2 separate regions of the Canis lupus genome follow, and region 1 is linked to region 2. The links are chromatin contacts, called in public Hi-C maps. All regions are on one chromosome and are shown on one strand. The core of a region is the stretch at or near the end of the contact, and the rest is flanking DNA. Distances in the headings are between cores, read along the strand shown.

The links. Hi-C and Micro-C count contacts between places; a contact is called where the count stands out from the background.
Region 1: a contact with region 2 is called in a Hi-C map of amygdala, with 2.9 times the contacts expected there. The contact joins the promoter of UST here to the enhancer-like site in region 2. A contact is called at or near these places in 2 of 9 Hi-C or Micro-C datasets (amygdala and blood).

Annotation. Positions count from the first base shown.
Region 1 is chr1:39,890,996-39,894,724 of UU_Cfam_GSD_1.0, forward strand. UST (uronyl 2-sulfotransferase) reads left to right here and starts at 2,477. Exons shown (of 9, transcript XM_038526303.1): 1 at 2,477-3,030. The coding sequence starts at 2,781.
Region 2 is chr1:39,748,057-39,751,794 of UU_Cfam_GSD_1.0, forward strand. No RefSeq gene overlaps it. Among named protein-coding and RNA genes, the nearest start is that of UST, 140 kb to the right of the region's middle. Within about 2 kb of position 1,370, at least 5 of the 20 cell types and tissues checked have an H3K27ac peak or open chromatin away from gene starts, as enhancers often do.

The DNA of each region.
Region 1 (3,729 bases), core at 1,227-3,726, 140 kb after region 2:
TTCACGTCACAGTGTGTTTCTTCTAAGCTGGGTCTGCCCCTTGTACCTGCCTCACAACTTTTTCACAATGGAAAAAAACCATTTATTCCCATATTTACTTACTTTTACAGCTGTTTATTTCCTTTCTTCCTGCTTCATCTCCCTGTTAAAACCTCACTCTTGCTCAGATTCCTTTGTTGGGGGGAAAGAATTGGAAGGTTTCCCAAATCATTCTGGGAGAGAAGTCTCTAGACCCCGGGCAGGCCTTGTGAGCACGCGGGATCTTGCACAGTACATCTAATGAAAAACATTCATATCACAGGGCTGGGCCACAGGTACAGGTCCCATTTGTCAAAGGTGGTCTCTGAAACATTATCAGCATTGCTTTGCTCTCCCATCCCTCAGTCCCTCTTCATTAACTCAAAAATTATTAATTGAGAGCCTATTCTGGGCTACTCAGTGTGGTGATTAAAGTAATTCGCATTAATGGGCAATGACTGATTGGCTTAATTCTCTCAGGGGCATTCACATTTCTCAGATGTGCATATTAATCCACAGAAATCTCTGATTCATGGAATAAATGTGAAACAAACCATTAACAGTCTATTTTGGATTTTTGGTGATAGAACAAAGGGGCTGCCCTTTGCTTGGGGTCCCAAAGCAGCCTCTGGTCTCTGAGAAAGTGGGCTAGGACAAAAGAACTAGAAGGTAGAGCTTATGTGTGTGTGTATGGCACTACCCACCTCATTTGTAACTCCCTCCAGTTTATGATCTGTGTGTCCTCTTCACTCATTTCAAACCAAGCACAATTTATATATGGATTATTATGGTTAAATCATATTGTTCTTAAATTAGAAGCTCTTGATCTCAGGATCCTATTCCCTAGTTTTCCACAGAAAAGTTTTCAGATATCCACCTTTAAAAAGATTTTCAGGAGGGATCCCTGGATGGCGCAGCGGTTTGGCGCCTGCCTTTGGCCCAGGGCGCGATCCTGGAGACCCGGGATCGAATCCCACGTCGGGCTCCCGGTGCATGGAGCCTGCTTCTCCCTCTGCCTGTGTCTCTGCCTCTCTCTCTCTCTCTCTCTCTCTCTCTGTGACTATCATAAGTAAATAAAAAATTAAAAAAAAAAAAAAAAAAGGAAAATCAGTCTTAGAATCATAGAGGCCCCTGGCTGCTGATTTTTCCTTGCAAAGGGGTTGTCGACTACCAGAATGTCACAGTGACAGGGGAGCCACAGATGAGAGGCACCAAAAATCCAAGGCTTCTGTTATTCAAGGTGGCCTGGGCTCAATGAGCTATATATCTCTTTCTCCAATCACTATGCAAATAATGGGGGGAACCCCAAAACCCTAGCTGGGAGATGGTGCAGTGCAGTGGTTAGCATAGTAGGCTTGAGGGTCAAACAGATATGAGTGTGGCTCTCCAACCCACTCCAGGTAGCTCTGTGTCCCTGGGCAAGTCCCCTAAGCCTCAGGTGGTGGGACTTCTATATAAGCAACAAATGATTCTTACTTAAAGTGTGGCTGATGAGACCAGCCCTTTCATGCATCTCCCACCCCCATCGCCAGATCTGTGTTCCATGCCATCTATCTACTTTGGATGGGGTGGTGGTGGTGTTTCTTTCAGGTCCAGAAGCTTCCCATGGAAGGAAATGGGTATGTAAGGCCCCTTTCCCTACAAATCTCCTAGAGGAAGGACCTCCCTGAGTTCTCTCAGTACCACCCCCGTGCCTCTCTGGCCGCTATGCGGATGAGCAGCTCTGTGGAGGAGTAGCCGAAGAGCCAGGGCGAGCAAGAAGAGAGCGTCCTCTTCCCTTTCTCTTCTAGGAGTCGGGCCGTGAGCCTGGCTCCGCGGGGGCATGTTTCACTAGAATTCACATCACTTGCTCTTTGACCAACTCAGTAAAGGCTTGAACATATACCCAAGTACCTTTTACTGGCCTTTTGTAGGCAGCTCAGGATACAGAAGGAGAATCAAGTTTCTGAAATGAAAAAAAAAAAGTACATGTATATGTATATAATATATATATAATATAGAGAGAGTAGAAGTTGTGCTTCTTCCTGCCGGGGACTGTTTACGAGAGGGAAGTCAGCGGGGCCCCCAAGAGGTCGCTGGTGGCGCAGAAACTGAGGCCAGATTGCAGAGAAAGGGGGAAGGAGAAAAACACCCAGAAACTTTCTTCCTAGTTGTGAATAATCGCCGCCCCCCCCGCCCCCCGGTCAGAGGCAGTAACGTGACACCCGGGAGAAACCCGGAGACCCGCGCGCCGAGAGGGAGGGCCGAGGGAGGAGAGAGGGCTGCGGAGAGCCGGAGAGGGGAAGGGGAGGAGAGGAGGCAAACCCCTGTCAAGGAGGTGGAGCGAGGGGGTGGTGTCCGCCTCCTGTTCCTCCCTGCCGTCTTTTAGAGGAGTCTGAATCGGGACAAAACGCGCCGAGACCGACGGACACAAAGCCGGGGGTCCGCGCTGGCGCTGGAGGCGAGCCCCGGCGGCCGCGAGCGAGCCCGGGGCGCGGCGGGGCGCGGCGGGGCGCGGGGCGCGGGGGCGCTAGCGGGCGCGGGCGCGGGCGAGGGCGCGGGCCGAGCCGGGGCCGGCACCTCGGCCGCTCGGGCCGCGGCGGCGGGGACCATGCCGAGGAAAGTCTCCTGAGCCCGGCAACTTCGGCCCCTCCCCGCCCCCACCCGCTGCCCTCCGCGCGGCCCTGCCCATGTGCAGCCGGCCGGCCGGGCTCTCCTCCTCGCAGGCGGATGGGTGACCCCTTCCCGGCTCGGGCAGGCTGTGCGAGGCGGCGGAGCAGGCGATGAAGAAGAAGCAGCAGCAGCATCCCGGGGGCGGCGCGGATCCCTGGCCCCATGGGGCCCCTCTGGGGGGCGCCCCTCCGGGCCTGGGCGGCTGGAAGCGCCGGGTCTCTCTGCTGCCTTTCCTGCGCTTCTCCCTCCGGGACTACGGCTTCTGCATGGCCGTCCTGCTGGTCTTCTGCCTGGGTTCCCTCTTCTATCAGCTCAGCGGGGGACCCCCTCGCTTCCTGCTCGACCTGCGGCAGTATCTGGGTAAGGAGGGGGGCGGGCGAGGGCGGCGCGGGCCGCGCCAGCTCGTGCGGGGCGAGAGGGGCGCGCCGGGGACTTGTGGCTCCGCGGCCGCCGCCGCGCCCCGAGGCTCCCAGGTGCGACCCGGGCGGCGGGCCGGGGGGAGGCGCTGCCGGGGCGGGTGCGGGGCAGGTACCCGGGCGCGGCGCCGCGGACCTCCCGCGCCTCCGCCGCCCGCTCGGGGCGGGGGGCGGGCGTGTGTGCTCGTGGGCGTGGGCGTGTGCAGCGCGTGCTTTCTCCCCCGCCCCCCCCCGGGGCTCTGCCGGCGGCCGCAGTCCCGTCTCGTGAGCGCCCGGGGTCGTGCGGGGCGCGGGGGGGCGGTTGGCTCGTCCGCCCCGCCGCTCGCCGCCTCGGTGGCCCAGGGGCAGCCTTGGGGCCCTTTGCTGACCTGGGCCGGCTTGGCTTCCGCGGCAGCGAGGGGGGCGCGGGGCGCGGCTGCGCCGGGGGGCCGGGGGGCCCGGGGCCGGCGGTGTCGCCTGCTTTGACCCGAAGATCCTCTGCGCTGCGTGTGTCTCAAGTCAGAACTTTTTTGGGGAGTGTGGGGGGCTTATGGTTGGTTTCTTAGACGCGAGGCCGCCTGTGTGGGGGGAAGGGGTCGCACGGGGAGGGAAGAGCGGCTGCAGAGAGGGCGCGCCCCGCAGCTGGGCGCGGGGGCCGGCGAGC
Region 2 (3,738 bases), core at 120-2,619:
CTTCTTTCCTATCTGGTCTCCCCAACCCCACCATCATACCCTCCCAGCTGGCTAAGTCACCAACACAAGCCTTCTTATTTGTCCTCAAATCCATCAGTCAGGCTTGTGCTTTGGGTCTTCGTAGGGTGCTTTCCTCCATCTGGAGTGACGGTAGAGCCAGCCCCCCGCTCCCCCCCCCCAGCCAAATCTGAATGACTGCCTCCCCCCACCTTTGTCCTCCAGGTCTCTGCTCCAGCTGACTGGCCAGAGCCCCGTCCTGACTTCACCATTGCTGTCACTCCTGATTGCCTCTCTGCTCTGTCTTCAGCGGTAGCATGGATCATTTTCTGACATATTACTTACTTTCTTCTCTATGTTGCTTATCACCTGTCCCCTCCTGCTACAGTGTAAGGCCCAGGAATGCACAGGTTTGCTCTCTAACCAGTCTGAACCTCTGCACTCGACACATTTGTATTTGTTGAATGAGTGACTGTCTGTGAATCACAAGTTCTTGAATCCTCAATGTCAAAACCCAGAGGATCTATTTCAACCCTCCCAGTTTATAGGTGAGGAGACAGGACCCCGAGAGGTGACAGGAGCGGCTGAGGTCACACAGAGATGGCTGGTGACAGTAAGTCGGTAAAGCGGCCGATCTTCTCCACCTGTCAAAGGCTTAGCCAAACTGTGGAAGGAGCCTCGGTGTCCATCGAAAGATGAATGGATAAAGAAGATGTGGTCTATGTATACAATGGAATATTCCTCAGCTGTTAGAAACGACAAATACCCACTATTTGCTCCAACGTGGATGGAACTGGAGGGTATTATGCTGAGTGAAATAAGGCAATCGGAGAAGGACAAACATTATATGGTCTCATTCATTTGGGGAATATAAAAAATAATGAAAGGGAATAAAGGGAAAGGAGAGAAAATGAGTGAAAATATCAGTGAGGGGGACAGAACATGAGAGACTCCTAACTCTGGGAAACGAACAAGGGGTAGTGGAAGGGGAGGTGGGCAGGTTAGGGGTGACCAGGTGACGGGCACTGAGGGGGGCACTTGGCGGGATGAGCACTGGGTGTTATGCTATATGTTGGCAAACTGAACTCCAATTAAAAAAAAAAAAAAAAAAAGCTTCACCGGGGCCTGTGAGCAGCAGCAAAGGCAAGGACCCCGGACCACAGCAGAAGCAGGAGCAGTCGCCGCGGCGTGCGGCCACCAGGGGGCTCTCGTGCGCCAGGCTGAGCCGCACCGGACCCCGGGGAGCGAGCGCCCGCGCAGCGCCGCTGGAGGGAGCAGCGGGGCTCGGCGCCCGGAGGAAAAGCGGCGGCGGGAGGCGCAGCAGCGTTTTCACCGCTGTCCTGCTCGCCAGACGCCCGGCGCCTTCCAGCCGAGGGCGCATCGGAGAATGTTGGTCCCGGGCCGCTGTGAGACACCCCGTGGCGCTCCTGGCTCCAGCCTTTCACTCCTTGACTCCCGGGGCGGGGCGCCTGCCCCCCGGGCTGCACCTGCGCCCCCCCACCCCCCGGGCTGCACCTGCCCTCCGGGCTGCACCTGCCCCCCCCGGGCTGCACCTGCCCCCCCGGGTGCACCTGCCCCCCGGGTGCACCTGCCCCCCCCCGGGCTGCACCTGCCCCCCCGGGTGCACCTGCCCCCCCCCCCCGCTGCACCTGCCCCCCCCCCGGGCTGCACCTGCCCCCCCCCCGGGCTGCACCTGCCCCCCCACCCCCCCGGGCTGCACCTGAGGGGCCGCGCGCCAAGTGCCTTCCCGCCGCCCGGAACAGGCTCGGGAAGGACGCGTCAGGTGACCCGAAAACGAAGCCCCAAACCTCAGGTGTCGATGAGGTGGGAAACCAGACTCGTCGCTGTTTGAATGGCATTTCATCCCCGCGAATGAAGAGCCGCCGCCGCCTCCCCTGCGGACGCGCGCTGAGCTTCCAGGCGCCGAAGCATCCGGCCTGCACCTCTGTGGCTGCCTAGACGCGACCCCATCCCCGTTCACAGCCCCAGGGCCTCACACAGGGGTAGGCAGAGAGATGAGCGCTGGCCTGGAGCAGTTTGGTCCCCACGCCCTTTGGCTTTAACCACTGCCGAATATTCCCTGGTCTCAGCCTGAGCAGCATATTGAAATCACCTGGCCTATCAGTCTGGGTTCAACCAGAGGAGCAGAACCCGCGGGAGATGCATCTTCAGGGCACAGATGAGCTTTTGTGACTGTGGAGCCTGGACAGGCAAGCCTGAACCCAGAGGATGTGATGTCAGGGAGGCCAGGCGGCAGCTGCTGTCTGCAGGCCGCGGTGTCCACTTCACCAGGAATCCTCCGCTCTGCTCTTGAGGCCTTTCAACACACCGGGTCAGGCCCACCCAGATCAGACTCCCTTAAAGTCAACTGATTATGGACTAGAATCACAGCCACAAATACCTTCGCAGCAACACCTGAGTTAGTGTTTAGTTGACTAACCGGGGACTGTAGCTGTCCTCATGAATTCCGGCTGTTATAACAGAATGCCACAGACTGAGTGGTTTAGCAACAACCGAAATCTTATTTCTCACAGTTCTGGAGGCTGGAAGCCTGAGATCAGAGGGCCAGCGCAGTCAGGTTCTGGTCAGAGTCCTCTTCCAGGTTGCAGACTACTGACTTCTCACTGTATTCTTGGGGAAAGAGAGAAGCAGCAAGCTGTCTCATGTCTTATAAAGACACTAATCCCATTCCTGAGGGCTCCAGTCTCAGGACTAATCTAAACCTAATTACCCCTAAAAGCCCCACCTCCTGATACCATCATACTGCGGGGGCAGGGTGGGGGGTAAGGTCCTGACATAATGAATTTTGGGGAGAACACAGTATAACAATAGCCCAGCCAAGCTAACCCGTTAAAAACACACCACTATGCCTCAAAAGCTTTTGAAAAGTAGGTCTTTGGGGCCCCACCCCAAACCAGTTGAATCTGCATCTCATGGGATAGAAGATGGACATTCATTTTCTTTCCTTGTTTTAAAGTTCTCCTCATAATACTCTGACACAGAGTGAGAGTTAAGAACTACGAGTACCATCAGTGAGATGAGGGCCTTCAGAATTTGAACAGAACCACCAGTACTTGGTTTTCTGTGTTGGGATGACCATAGAGAAGACAGTGACCAGCGTGGAGGGAGCACATGCTGGCTCTGTGTTTGCTCTGTGACCCTGGGTGGGTGCCTCCAGTACTCCGCCTTGGTGTTGTCACCTGGGAAAAGAGGAGAATGGGAGAAAAGGCTCAGATCACCCCACTAACCTTTACCCAAATGCCATTCCCCTTCTTATGCCAAAATCTCAGATTTGTTTGGCCTCCCTATTCCCAGCCCCAGGAGATGACTCCTGATTGGCTCAGAACAATTTTCTTCTTCTTTGGGTCCTCCCTTCAATAGCCTCCCTTGCAGCCACTTCTGGGCAATGATGATACAGGCGAAGTTGACCATGGTCTTTGGGGTAATATTTCCCTCACCAATGAGGGCAAGACCCTCCTTCTGCTCTTTGGTCATAAAGGGGTGAGAGCCTGACATGATGGCACCCCATGTGACACCAGTCAAGGGACAAAAGCCCACCTGCAGAGGGGGGGAATCAGAAGGGTAGATGAAAGCTTGGGTCCTTCGGTGCCCTCAAGCCAGAGCACCACTTTCTACCAGTGATTATAAAATATTTGCTGAGAACACCTTCCCTGATTAGCAGTAGTCCAAGTTTGGGGGAAAGAGAAAGCTTCTGCAGCCATCTCATTCCAGGGACTTGGT